Linked DNA regions of Mus musculus: region 1 is linked to region 2. Evidence: chromatin contacts called from public Hi-C data. All regions are on one chromosome and are shown on one strand. Each heading gives the region's core, a stretch centred on a gene start, on an enhancer-like site or on the middle of the called end of the contact. The rest is flanking DNA. Distances are from core to core; before and after follow the strand shown.

Region 1 (5,609 bases), core at 864-3,363, 1.0 Mb after region 2:
GGAATTCCTCCTGGAATTTCAAGGGTACACCCCAACACCTGGCCTGGAGTGTGGGTGCTGGCAATCAGTTCGGGTCCTCACGCTTGTGAGGCAAGCATTTCAGCGTTTTCTCTCCCTTTCTGTGAATGGCTTTGGTTTTTCCACTCCAATTTATGTTACTCAGTTTTGCACTGAGGAAACCAAGACTCAGGAAAGTTCAGTATCTTATCAGATACCACACTGCTAGTTGGTATTAAGGAATTAAGTCTAAGTATGGGTGGTGACATTTGTCATGCCACCAAATGCTCAAGACCCAGCACATTCGTTTTCTGCCTACAAGTGATCTTTTTTCCTTCTCTGCTTACATCAGAAACCACCATATAAACACCAGGCAGAACTGCAGGAGTGCTAATACCTCTTTATAAAAAAAAAAAGAGTGGAGTTCAAAGGCAATCTGTTTTGAAAGATCCATTAAAAGGCTTCAAGAGCTGTGAAAATACAAAGAAGATGTAGGAAAAAATACAATGTCAGTCATCAAAGAGGTGACTCCGGAGAGACACCCAATGGGATCAGGGGCTTGTTCCTTATCTTATGGATACAGAGCCTTCTGGGTAACACTGTATAGCTCCAAGTCTTCCCAGGCTCCTTTCATTTCTTGCCTTATCATAGGTATTTGAGGTTCCTAATGGGTCCTTGCAAAATCATTGATGGGAAATGGGTTGTTTTTCAAGCAGAGTAACTTTGTAATACTCTGGCGTCTTCCTGGGCACAGCCTCTTCCTCCACCATAAGAAAGCAACTTGGCCTCTCCGAGTTCCCGTAGATATGGGTGTTTGGGTCCACAAATCACATATGCATTGATCTCAGCCAGACAGGAATAGTTTATTGAGCATTTGCCCCAGGACTGATCGATCAGGGCCACAGACTAGACTTGGAAGCTAACTGTGACCATGAATGTTTCCCAGGACCAGTTTATAAAGGCAAAACCCACAATGAGCCTATATACACATGTAAGAAGTGCTGCCCAGTGGTCGGCTCCAACTCAAGCTATTTTGGCTAGCTAGATAGGATAGTTCTAATTGACCTTTATTCTGATTGGTCCTAAGTGGAGCTTATGGTTGTGGAATTTCTTAGGATTAACAAACCTCAGAACATAACAGGGTATGTGGTCAGCTTGGCCCTGCTCTGAGTCAAGCTATTTTTCTGTGTCAGTAACAAAATGGCCTGACTGGCAGGCATGGAACAAAATGGCTGCGGCTTTGCAAGGGGAACAGAGTTCAACAACGAGTTTCTCACCTTGCCCTCTAGATAGTACCACAGTGCCTGGAAAATGTGGTTTCGCTCTTGCTCAGTACATTTTATGAACATGATTTTACTTGACCCATTCTCAATGGATTTCTTCTTCATAAACTCATGGCTGTTTGGGGGCGGTTAAAGAGACGAAGCAGAGAAGCCAGAGGCAGCAGGCCAGTGGCACGTCACTCCCTCCCTTCCCGCACGGAGTGTCCACCTGTGGCAGGTAGTTGTTGTTGAGAGGAGGTCTTCAAAGAGCGTTGAGGAAATAAAGTTGGCTTTTCTTGAAATCATCTCTTTGGCAGTTCAGCCACCCAGCTTCCCACCTCTCCAGTCTGAAATGAGGACCATTAACGTCAACGTGAAGGTTTTGGTGGAGGTGGGCCGCTTCTGTCATCCTAAATGTGTTTCATAAGGCATCTGTCACCCAGTTGGAAAGAGATGGATGAGAACCCAAGAGAGATTTAAAAAAAAAAAAAAGTCAGGAAGAGGAGGCAAGTCACAGGGGGGACAGTAGTATTTTATTTCTTTTCTATGATGGACTACAAAGATTTCAGATTCATTTATACTTTTCTTTTCCTTTTCCTTTTTCTTTCTTTCTTTCTTTCTTTCTTTCTTTTTTTTTTTTTTACAGGTTCTTGCCGTGTAGCCCAGGATGCAGCAATCTTCCTGTTTCTGCCTCTCAAATGCTGGGATTTCATGAGTGGCCACTGCTCCCACTTTATTTGTGGTCCTCCCCAGAGCTGGTTGTGGCCTGAGGCGTGAGCCTCTCTGAGGAGAGTTCACTCCCAAGAGATACAGAAGCCAGACAGAAAAGATCTGCCTGACGTGGCCCAGTGACGCCAACGGCAGTTGACCTGCCGGTAGGACTCCTATTTCAGAGTGCTTATTGCCCAGCAAGCTCTCTGCTAGGTGCTTGGAAACAGATTGACTAACATAATGCAGGGATTTTGTAATCTGTCATAAAACCATAAACCACTGATCCACAGACTTTGACCCTCCACAGGTATAATAAGCTCTTTCATTTGGCCGCGCATGTTCTGCCGCTGAGGAGGGAGGAAGGGGGCCGTCTTCTAATTATATAACCTAAGCATATGTTTTGCCAGAGCACAAAGCATTATATTCATTAGCAACAATCTTTTAAGCCGGGTTCTTTTTACTCGTCTGTTAACTAATTGACAGGAAAGAATTTGTATTAATAACATAGCACAGGCAAGCATGGCTAAGTATGACAGGTTTCTTAAAATTGTAGGCAGGCTGTACAAGCCAACATGACTGTCAGCCCTTATGTTGAAATCCTGCTTATCAAAGCTCTCAGTGTGCCTGTTAAACAATAGTGCTCTGGCAGAAAATTGTTCCCCCAGGTCCAAGGCCAGGAGTCAGCGTGGCTTAGCTTGGAGGACTTCAGCTGATCTCCTGAGTGAGGATGTGATTTCTACTTGTGTTTTCTTGAAACCTTGGTGTGGCAGACCCACCAATTGCATTAACTTCCATTTAGTTAGCTTCACTGTTTCTTCCCTGTTGGAGTCCATGTTTGGACACATGGACTCCGTACTGGCTGGTTTTGTGTCAACTTGACACAAGCTAGTGTCATCAGAGAGGAAGGAGTCTCGGTTGAGGAAATGCCTTCGTGAGATGAAGCTGTAAGGCATTTTTTCAATTAGTCATCGATTCAGGAGGGCTCAGCCCATTGTGGGTGGAGCCACCCCTGTGCTGGTGGTCCTGGGTTTTATAACAAAGCAGGCTGAGCAAGCCATGGGGAGCAAGCCAGTAAGCAGCACCCTCCATGGCCTCTGCATCATCTCCTGCTCCCAGGTTCCTGCCCTGTGTGAGTTCCTGTCCTGACTTCCTTTGGTGATGAACAGCAAGCAATGTGGACGTGTAAGCTGGATAACCCCCTCCCCGCCACGCTTCCTGTCCCCCCTTAAAAAAATCTTGGTATGGTTCATTTGCTCTGGACCAAAGTATTAAGTTGGTGGACGGATGGTATTGCTCTCTCTCTCTCCCTCATATTTAATTTTTATTTTATTTCATGGGGTATAAGAAGAATTGTTTCTGCCTAGTGTGGTGACACATACCTATAATCCCAGCACTTGGGAAGTAAGTGGAAGCAGGAAGATCGGGAGTTCAAGGCCACATAACATAACATCTGGTTACATGTTATGTAACATCTGGTTACATAACAAGTTCAAAGCCAGACTGCTGTTCAAAAGGTTTTGCCTCAAGAATAAATAAATAAATAAATGAATAGATAAATAGATAGATAAATAAATCTTAACCTATTTTTCAAATTATTAGCAACTCCACCAGCTCTTGGGTAAGGAAATGGTTTGACAACTAGGAGCATGCATTGCCTTTGCTGGGTTTGGCTCCCAGCACCTATACTGGAAATCTTGACCCACAAATGCCTGTAACTCTAGTTCCAGGATTATACATTCTTCTTTGCATGTAATTTAAATACACCCACTCAGGTCCACACATGTACACATAAAATAAATAATAAAATAAAAGGCTTTAAATGTATAAAGTGGTTGGGAGCAATGGTTCAGTAAGAGCATCCACCACCCCTGGAGGACCTGAGTTTGGGTCCCAGCATCTATTCTGGGAGCCTCATAGCTACTTGTAACTCCAGCTTGAAGTCTTTAATTCCTCTGGCCTCCAAAGACAGCTACATCCACATGCACATACCCACACACAGATGCACACGTAATTAAAATGTAATAAACATGTACTGTTTTTAAATATATGAAGTGACTGAAGAGGAAGCAAAATTAAAAATCTATCATGGCAGGAGTAGTAAGCAGTGCAAGTCTTAAATACCAGCATTCCTGAGGCAGAGACAGGCTGACCTCAAAAGAGTTCAGGGGCAGCCAAGGCTTCACTGTCTCAAAAACCAAAACTAGAGAAACAAAAAAACAAGCAAGCAACTGAAAGCCATCATGCCACATTCTTTATTACAAACTCTAATCTCAGTTGATCAGGTAATACTCTTGCTTTGATCATAAGTGTTGCTGGAATCTAGCTCCTTTTTGGGTTACCTGGAGAGGTAGTTTGAATATATTTGACCCATGGAAAGTGGCCTTGTTGGAATCGATATGGCCTTGTTGGAGGAAGTGTGTCACTGTGAAGGTGGGCTTTGAGGACTCTTATGCTCAAGCTGCACACAGTGTAGAAAGGGACCCTGGTCCTGGCTTTTGTTAGATCCAGATGCAGAACTCTCAACTCCTTCTTCAGCATAATGTCTGCCTGCATGCTGCCATGCTTCCTACCATGATGATAATGGACTAAACCTCTGAAACTGTAAGCCAGCCCCAATTTAATGTTTGGCTTCTTAAGAATTGCCCTGGTCATGGTGTCTCTTCACAGCAATGAAACCCTAACTAAGACACCTGGTGTCTGTCTGCTATCTTTAATCTCATGTTCCTTCCCAGAGACCATACCAAATGCAAGATGATTATAAATATCCCATGACTAAAATCTTTCCATAGTTATCCATTTGTTTATCTGTCTATCCTTCCTTCTCTTAGTGTTTTGTGTACTATGTGGGGGTGGGAGCTGGTACTTGAACGGTTTCACCTTCTCATGCCTGTCCAGTTGGGAAGCTAGCGGGGCAAACAAGCCATGCATAGGTAAATAAGTAAACTGGAGAGTTGCCCCCTTCCTATCCTGTGTCCAAGGGTGCTGCATCCTTGGATTCAAACAGTGTGGAGTGAGAAAAACAATTTAATAAAATTCCAGAAAGTTAGTAGGCTATAGTGAGGCATGCCTGTAATAGCACTTGGAAAGCTCCGGCATGAGTCATGCATTTGAAGCTAGCCTGGGCTGCATAGCAAGGCTGAGCCCAGCCAGCCTTGGCTACATAGTATTTTACAAGAGTGAAACACTTGCGAAACAAACAAAATCCAAAACCACAAGCAACCTCACAAACCCAAAACTGGAAAAGCATTTTCCAGAAAGTTCCAAAAGCAACACACCAAGTGCTGTTCTGCAAATGTGAGAACAGAGTAGTACTCTACACATCCTGCTGCAACCCCCGGCCGTCTCCCAGAAGCCCAGCCTCTCTCAGCATGTGTGGTTTGAGCTGTTCTCTGTGCCTCTTCATCTGCAACTACACAGGATGTCCAGGATGGTTATGTCTGCATCATACGTGTACAGAATTTTTAAGGGATTATCATTTTGGCTGGGCATGGTGGTGCATGCCTTTAATCCCAGAACTCGAGAGACAGAGGTAGGCAGACCTCTGAGTTTGAGGCCAGCTAGTCTACAGAGCTAGTTCCAGGACAGTCAGAGCCACACAGAGAAACTGTGTCTCAAAACATATACATTTATATGTTAATA
Region 2 (5,690 bases), core at 3,173-5,672:
TTGTAACCACTGCCTGGTTCCTGCTGCTTTTATGTATGCATTTTTCTGTTTTGTGTAAAGAATCATTATGCATAGGATGACTTCAGTGAATTTTGGCTGATGTATCACCTAACTACCTTGTTTTCTTCGGTAATGACTATATAAGCCTGATGCTCACTTTGAGAAATTATACTCAGATTCAGCACTCTCTTGTGTTCCTGTCTGTTTGTCACTCCTTGCCCACCTGAGTACAGGAACCTTGATTCTCCCCGGGTTGAGGGACCCTGACTGGGTCTGCCCATGGCATTCCACCAACCAAAAGGCTAAAAACACCACCAGATAGCAATCAAGACATATAGCTGAGATTTCCCCCAAGCTGTAACTTGCCTACCAGTGTATTTGAAAGTGTCTTGATTTGTGACTTTTCTTTGTTGTGTTACTATGAGAACTTTATGATGTCATTACCATGTTGGAACAGGGAACTTGCGAGACCCTGACTTTGTGCTCCTGGGCCATGGTCACGCACATCGAGCTCCATAAGAAACTATACCTTAGTCCCTTCCAGGTGAATGCTGTGAGATTTGCACAAGTGACCCTGGAATGAAGCCTCTGATAGCAAGCCAAGAGACATCTTCCCTCATTTGGAAATAATAAATAAATAAATTCACAATCCAAAAAGTTAAGTCTCACTCCAAGCAAGAGAAAAGCAAAGAAAATCTCACTATATATTATAATAAAACATCTGAAAATTATTAAAAGCTTAAAACAGCCAGAGAACAGGAAATATATTGTGTTCCGAGATAGAATCCATTCAAGTCACAAGAGAATAGAGTAGCACCTTTAAAATAATGAATGATAGAAGTTGTCAGTCCAGAATTCTATAACCAAGGAAAAATAGCTTTATAAAATTAAAGAAAAAATCATTTTTATAAAATAACAAACACCATGAGAATGTCTTCCTGGCCGGCATGAACTACAAGTGACATTAAAGAAAGCTCTCCAGATAATACAGGAATGAATATATTATGGAAATCCAGGCTGTTCTAGAACTTTTCCAACCTTATCACTGTTGACAATTGAGGCATCATAATTCTTAGTTGCAGGATGTTCTGTGCAGTAGTGTGCGACATCATCCTTAGCCTCTGGTAGCTAAACATGAGATGCTCCAGTCGTCTATGTCCACTGCCCCCAAAACTCTGGAAGCCAAGAACATCTCCAGACACAAATATCTATTATCCCTACCCTTCCTCTCCCTCCATTGTGAACCCTGTTACACAAAAATGAATGGTGAGTACCAGGAAAACAGAAGGAAGGGAGGCAGGCAGGGAAGGAAGCAGGAGGGGAAGCAAGAGGGAAGAAGGAAAGCAGGTAGGGAGGAGGGAAAGAGGGAGGGAGGAGGGAAGGAGGGAGGCAGGGAGGGAGGTGGTAAGGAGAGAGGCAGGTAGGGAAGAGGGAGGGAGGAAAGAAAAGAAGGAAGAAAGACAATTATAAAGAGAAAAATTCTAAATGAACAACATTTTAACTTGCAAATAGAATCTCATTATCTTCTGTGATTAGCACTAACTACTTACTAAAGAGCTAACTTTATTTAAGAGGGGAAACAACTCATAACATGGACTACCTTAAATGATTTAATAGAAGTGAAGAATAAATCATTTAAAAACTTTAAATACTACATGATTATGCAAAGTTGAGAAGCTATATAAAAGTTCAGGGGTGTTTCATTGTCCTGCAACCTAAGCTTAGGGATTCTTCTGTCTTTGGTCAATATGATCAATATTATCAAATGTGCATACATAGTTTTAATTAATATCACAAGATGAAGTAATTCCTTTGCAAACAAAACAAAACAAAAACAACAACACTCGATGGAAGGACAATAGTCTATCAAATAGCAATCTACATTGATTTGCTTTTCTCTTGACGGTAGTAAGGCTGGCTGGTTTTCTCCCTCCCTCTCTCCTTCCCTTCTTCCCTCCTGTCTCCATCTCTCACTCTTATTACAATGTTGCAGGAATTTTAATGCAAATTATTTTCCTACTTTGAATTATTTTCTTAAGAGTGGTTTTCAGAAATAAACGTTTTTGTTTTTGTTTTTTGGCCTTTGGGAGATGGAGGTTGTTTTTTTCCTTGCAGAGTGGAAGACCGGCACAAACAGTATTTAGGCAGACCCGGTCAATCTCTCAGCCCAACAAGTTTAAGCTGAACTTAGCTGTGAGAACGAAATGATCTCTGATGAAGAAAGCATTTACACCAAGTCTGCAAATTACCCATCTCCAGAACACTTGCCCACAGGAGCTACCTAAAAGTCAGCTTGCTGATTCCTTTCTAATATACTCCAAGTATGTTTTCAGATTGCAAGATGACCCTACCTGCAACAGAAGCAGAGGAAGGTTTTCCGGTGTGTACTCTCGCCTTAGGCAGCTCTCTAGCTCCCTCTTGAGGACATCTGCCTGAATAACAAGGGGCTTGGACTCAGCCACCTAAACCCAAACAATGAATGAGTTTCAAACATCCTCAATCTACCAAATTTCAAATGTCAAAACATCCGATCTATCTAAGGATACAATGATTCGCACTTGCTTAGCTTAGCAATGAACAGGATGTGGGGCTGTTTTGTTCAAAAGTATCAGCTGTTTGCCGGGGTGGGGGTGGGGAGCTTTTCCTGCGAACTTCTTTCTCCCTTAGCTAAATCGAACTTGTTTTCCTGACTCCGCCCATGCCCCCCTCTCACCTGGAGAGTTCTCTTCAGAGCCGCTTCCCGTTCGCGTCTAAAGTGAGCGACATCCTTTGGTATTTGAACGGAGCTGCGGGGAGGTTTGTGCAACAGAAGCTGTGTTACGGGATGCTATGATAGAGCAGATAGCAGGCGGCCAGCCTGATCGCTGTGACCCTTCCCAACCTTTCCAGAAGGAATGTCACTCTGGCCCATGGTGGTGGTGGGGTATAAAGGCCACCCTCTTCTACTTTGATATACTTGATCTCTGCTAACCCTTCCCTGGCCAGTTTCTTTCTCCTCTCCAGAGTCTTTCCTCTGATTTACCCCAGTCCCCTACTCCACCCATGCGCGCGCGCGCGCACACACACACACACACACACACACACACACACACACACTTGTATTCCTTTTAGAGGGGAAATCTTGTGTCTGACACACAGTGTGCTTATTAAACCTTGTTGTCTTTTTAGTTGATATAGAACACTGACACTTTAATCACTGAAACAAAATGTTTTTATTTTTATGTTCATGGTGGGTTGTTGGAAGGTAGAAACGACATGGAACTATCAAATGGGAAATCCTTTAGGAAAACTTTAACCACACTTGCTGCCTCAGGAACACAGCTGGACCCTAGGAATCACAGAGCAGACATGGAGGATGGGCTGTTCAAGCCCAGAGAAGGGAGTCCTTCCCTAAGCTGGACAACAAGCGAGGAGTGGAGCTCGAGGACAGAAGATTAGTGCTGTCCCCATGGAGCTCAATGGGCAACGTGAGGCTTGGCAGCCCTGGGAATGCCAGAGGACAGCAGCAAAGCAGATTCCTAGCTTGCAGCCCCTGGCCAAGGAGCCACAGTGATATTTCTAAGATACACTTGAGGGAGCCAGAGGGACATAGCAGTAAGCTTACTTTGGTATTGTCCGCTTGGCCCCAAGAGTCCTGAGATAATGTTGTAAAATGCACTGGTAATGTGCTCCCTTGTTGGACAGTACTTCTGTTAAATGCTCTGTTAAGAGACTGGGGCGTAGCTCAGTGGCTAGAGCACTTGTCTTGCATGGGCAAGGCCCTGGGTTCAGTCTCCAATACTAAGGGGCGGGAACAGAAGGCAAGAAAAGGAAATACATGTTCTCACTTTGACAGTATAAGCAATAGGACTGGGACGCCACAGAAAAGATCAGCAGGGTCACTGGGCAAGGATGGCCCAAGCCAGCAAGTCCCTAGGGCCACAGAAGCCTAAACACCCACCTGGACACTTGGTGTCAGGTTTTTGAAGCTGGTATACTGGCTGGTTTTGTGTGTCAACTTGACACAGGCTGGAGTTATCACAGAGAAAGGACCCTCCCTTGAGGAAATGCCTCCATGAGATCCAGCTGTAAGGCATTTTCTCAATTAGTGATCAGGGGTGGGAGGTCCCATTGTGGGCGGTGCCATCTCTGGGCTGGTAATCTTGTTCTATAAGAGAGCAAGCTGAGCAAGCCAGGGGAAGCAAGCCAGTAAAGAACATCCCTCCGTGGCCTCTGCATCAGCTCCTGCTTCCTGCCCTGCTTGAGTTCCAGTTCCTGACTTCCTTTGGTGATCTACAGCAACGTGGAAGTGTAAGCTGAATAAACCCTTTCCTCCCCAACTTGCTTCTTGGTCATGATGTTTGTGCAGGAATAGAAACCCTGACTAAGACAGTTGGAGACAATCCATGCCTTATCTCTTCTCCTAGCCCTTGGTGGAGAGGGAGGAAAGAGGGAGGGATGGAAGGAGGGAGGAGGAAGAGCAGGAAGAAGAAGATCTTGAGAGTAAAATCAGCCATCAATGACAGGTATGTTGTCTGTTTTCTGAATCTTCATGGAGCAGAGAAGCAATGACCCACAAGACAGGGACGCAGCTATTGACAGGAAATCGCAGGAGGTTTCCCTTGCATTCTTGTCTCTCATCCTTGATGTGCTGGGAGCCAGAGCAGGCACGGGCTTGGCTGCCCAACTGTGTCTCTAGCTATGTCACTCCTCTCCTTAACCTCAATGCACCTGTGGGTGATCTAAAGGAGGCGGCAGAGCGTAAGCAGCCAGTTCACAGGAGATGCTCTTAGTTCAGCAAATGCTGCTCCTGTGATATTTGTCCACTTATCCAGAGGGCTTCATGGACATATAACTATTGCAAGGTCCAGGGCTCAGGGTGTTAAATGAGAACGTAAAATGTTTTAAAATTTAAATAAAGTAATTGATTAAAAAAAGAAGAAGAAGAAAGAAAAGATGGGCAGAGCAGATAAGGCATCTGCTATGCAAGTGTGAAGGTCTAAACTGGTCCCCAGCTAGACTCGGTGTGCACGCCTGCATCCTGGTTCTCCTAATGGGGAGATGGAGATGGGAGGGCTCAGAGGCAGCTAGCAAGGCATACACAGTAGTGGCTAAAAGACCTGTCTCAAACGGGCAGAAGGTGAGGGCTGACACTCTCGGCTGTCCCCTGACCTCCAGCCTGAACTTACACGTGCTCACACACAGCACATGGGGATTACGGAGGAAGAACAAGGAGAAGAAGGGTCATTTTCAGCTGGGTGATAAGAGAGATTTCTAAGTGATCCACCAGAGTGGGCGTTTACCACACCTAGAAAACAGCATCATTTAGATTCTTCCAGATGGCTACAGTGGAGGGTGGCTTGGGTCACGGAGAAATATAGGATCTTCCATCACTGCTCTCTCAAAGTCCCTTTAGAAACCTTCCTGTCATGTGGCACAGCCCAGAGTCCTTGTAGGGCATAAAAGTTGCGATATCAACATTATCTCTGGAATGTCATAGTTTTCAAAATAGTGTGCACTGTCCAGTGATCTTTGTGGTAGGACAGCCGCTTTTGCCTCATTTGCATATAAAGGATCAAGAGCATTGTTAACCTGCCTGGTCCCAGCATCCCTCTGCCTCACTCCTCATCCTGCATCTACCTCAGACACCAAGGAAAACATCTAGACTGCCTGTTCTTAAAATCCACTTTGGAATGAAGTCGAAATGTGTG

What was found. A called contact is a pair of places that touch in the nucleus more often than the background predicts.
Region 1: a Hi-C map of the N1E-115 cell line shows a contact between it and region 2, with 3 times the contacts expected there. The contact joins two enhancer-like sites. A contact is called at or near these places in 4 of 39 promoter capture datasets (the 3T3-L1 cell line, cranial neural crest, hippocampal neurons and 1 more) and 2 of 484 Hi-C or Micro-C datasets (the N1E-115 cell line and cortical neurons).

What each region holds. Positions count from the first base shown.
Region 1 is chr10:42,721,433-42,727,041 of GRCm38.p6, forward strand. No RefSeq gene overlaps it. Among named protein-coding and RNA genes, the nearest start is that of Gm15199, 30 kb to the right of the region's middle. Within about 2 kb of position 2,114, at least 25 of the 459 cell types and tissues checked have an H3K27ac peak or open chromatin away from gene starts, as enhancers often do. A contact at or near this core is called in the N1E-115 cell line, where this site is marked.
Region 2 is chr10:41,687,674-41,693,363 of GRCm38.p6, forward strand. It overlaps Ccdc162 (coiled-coil domain containing 162), which reads right to left. Exons shown (of 48, transcript NM_001358562.1): 3 at 2,714-2,786; 4 at 2,352-2,462. Among named protein-coding and RNA genes, the nearest start is that of Mir3473b, 20 kb to the left of the region's middle. Within about 2 kb of position 4,423, at least 7 of the 459 cell types and tissues checked have an H3K27ac peak or open chromatin away from gene starts, as enhancers often do. A contact at or near this core is called in the N1E-115 cell line, where this site is marked.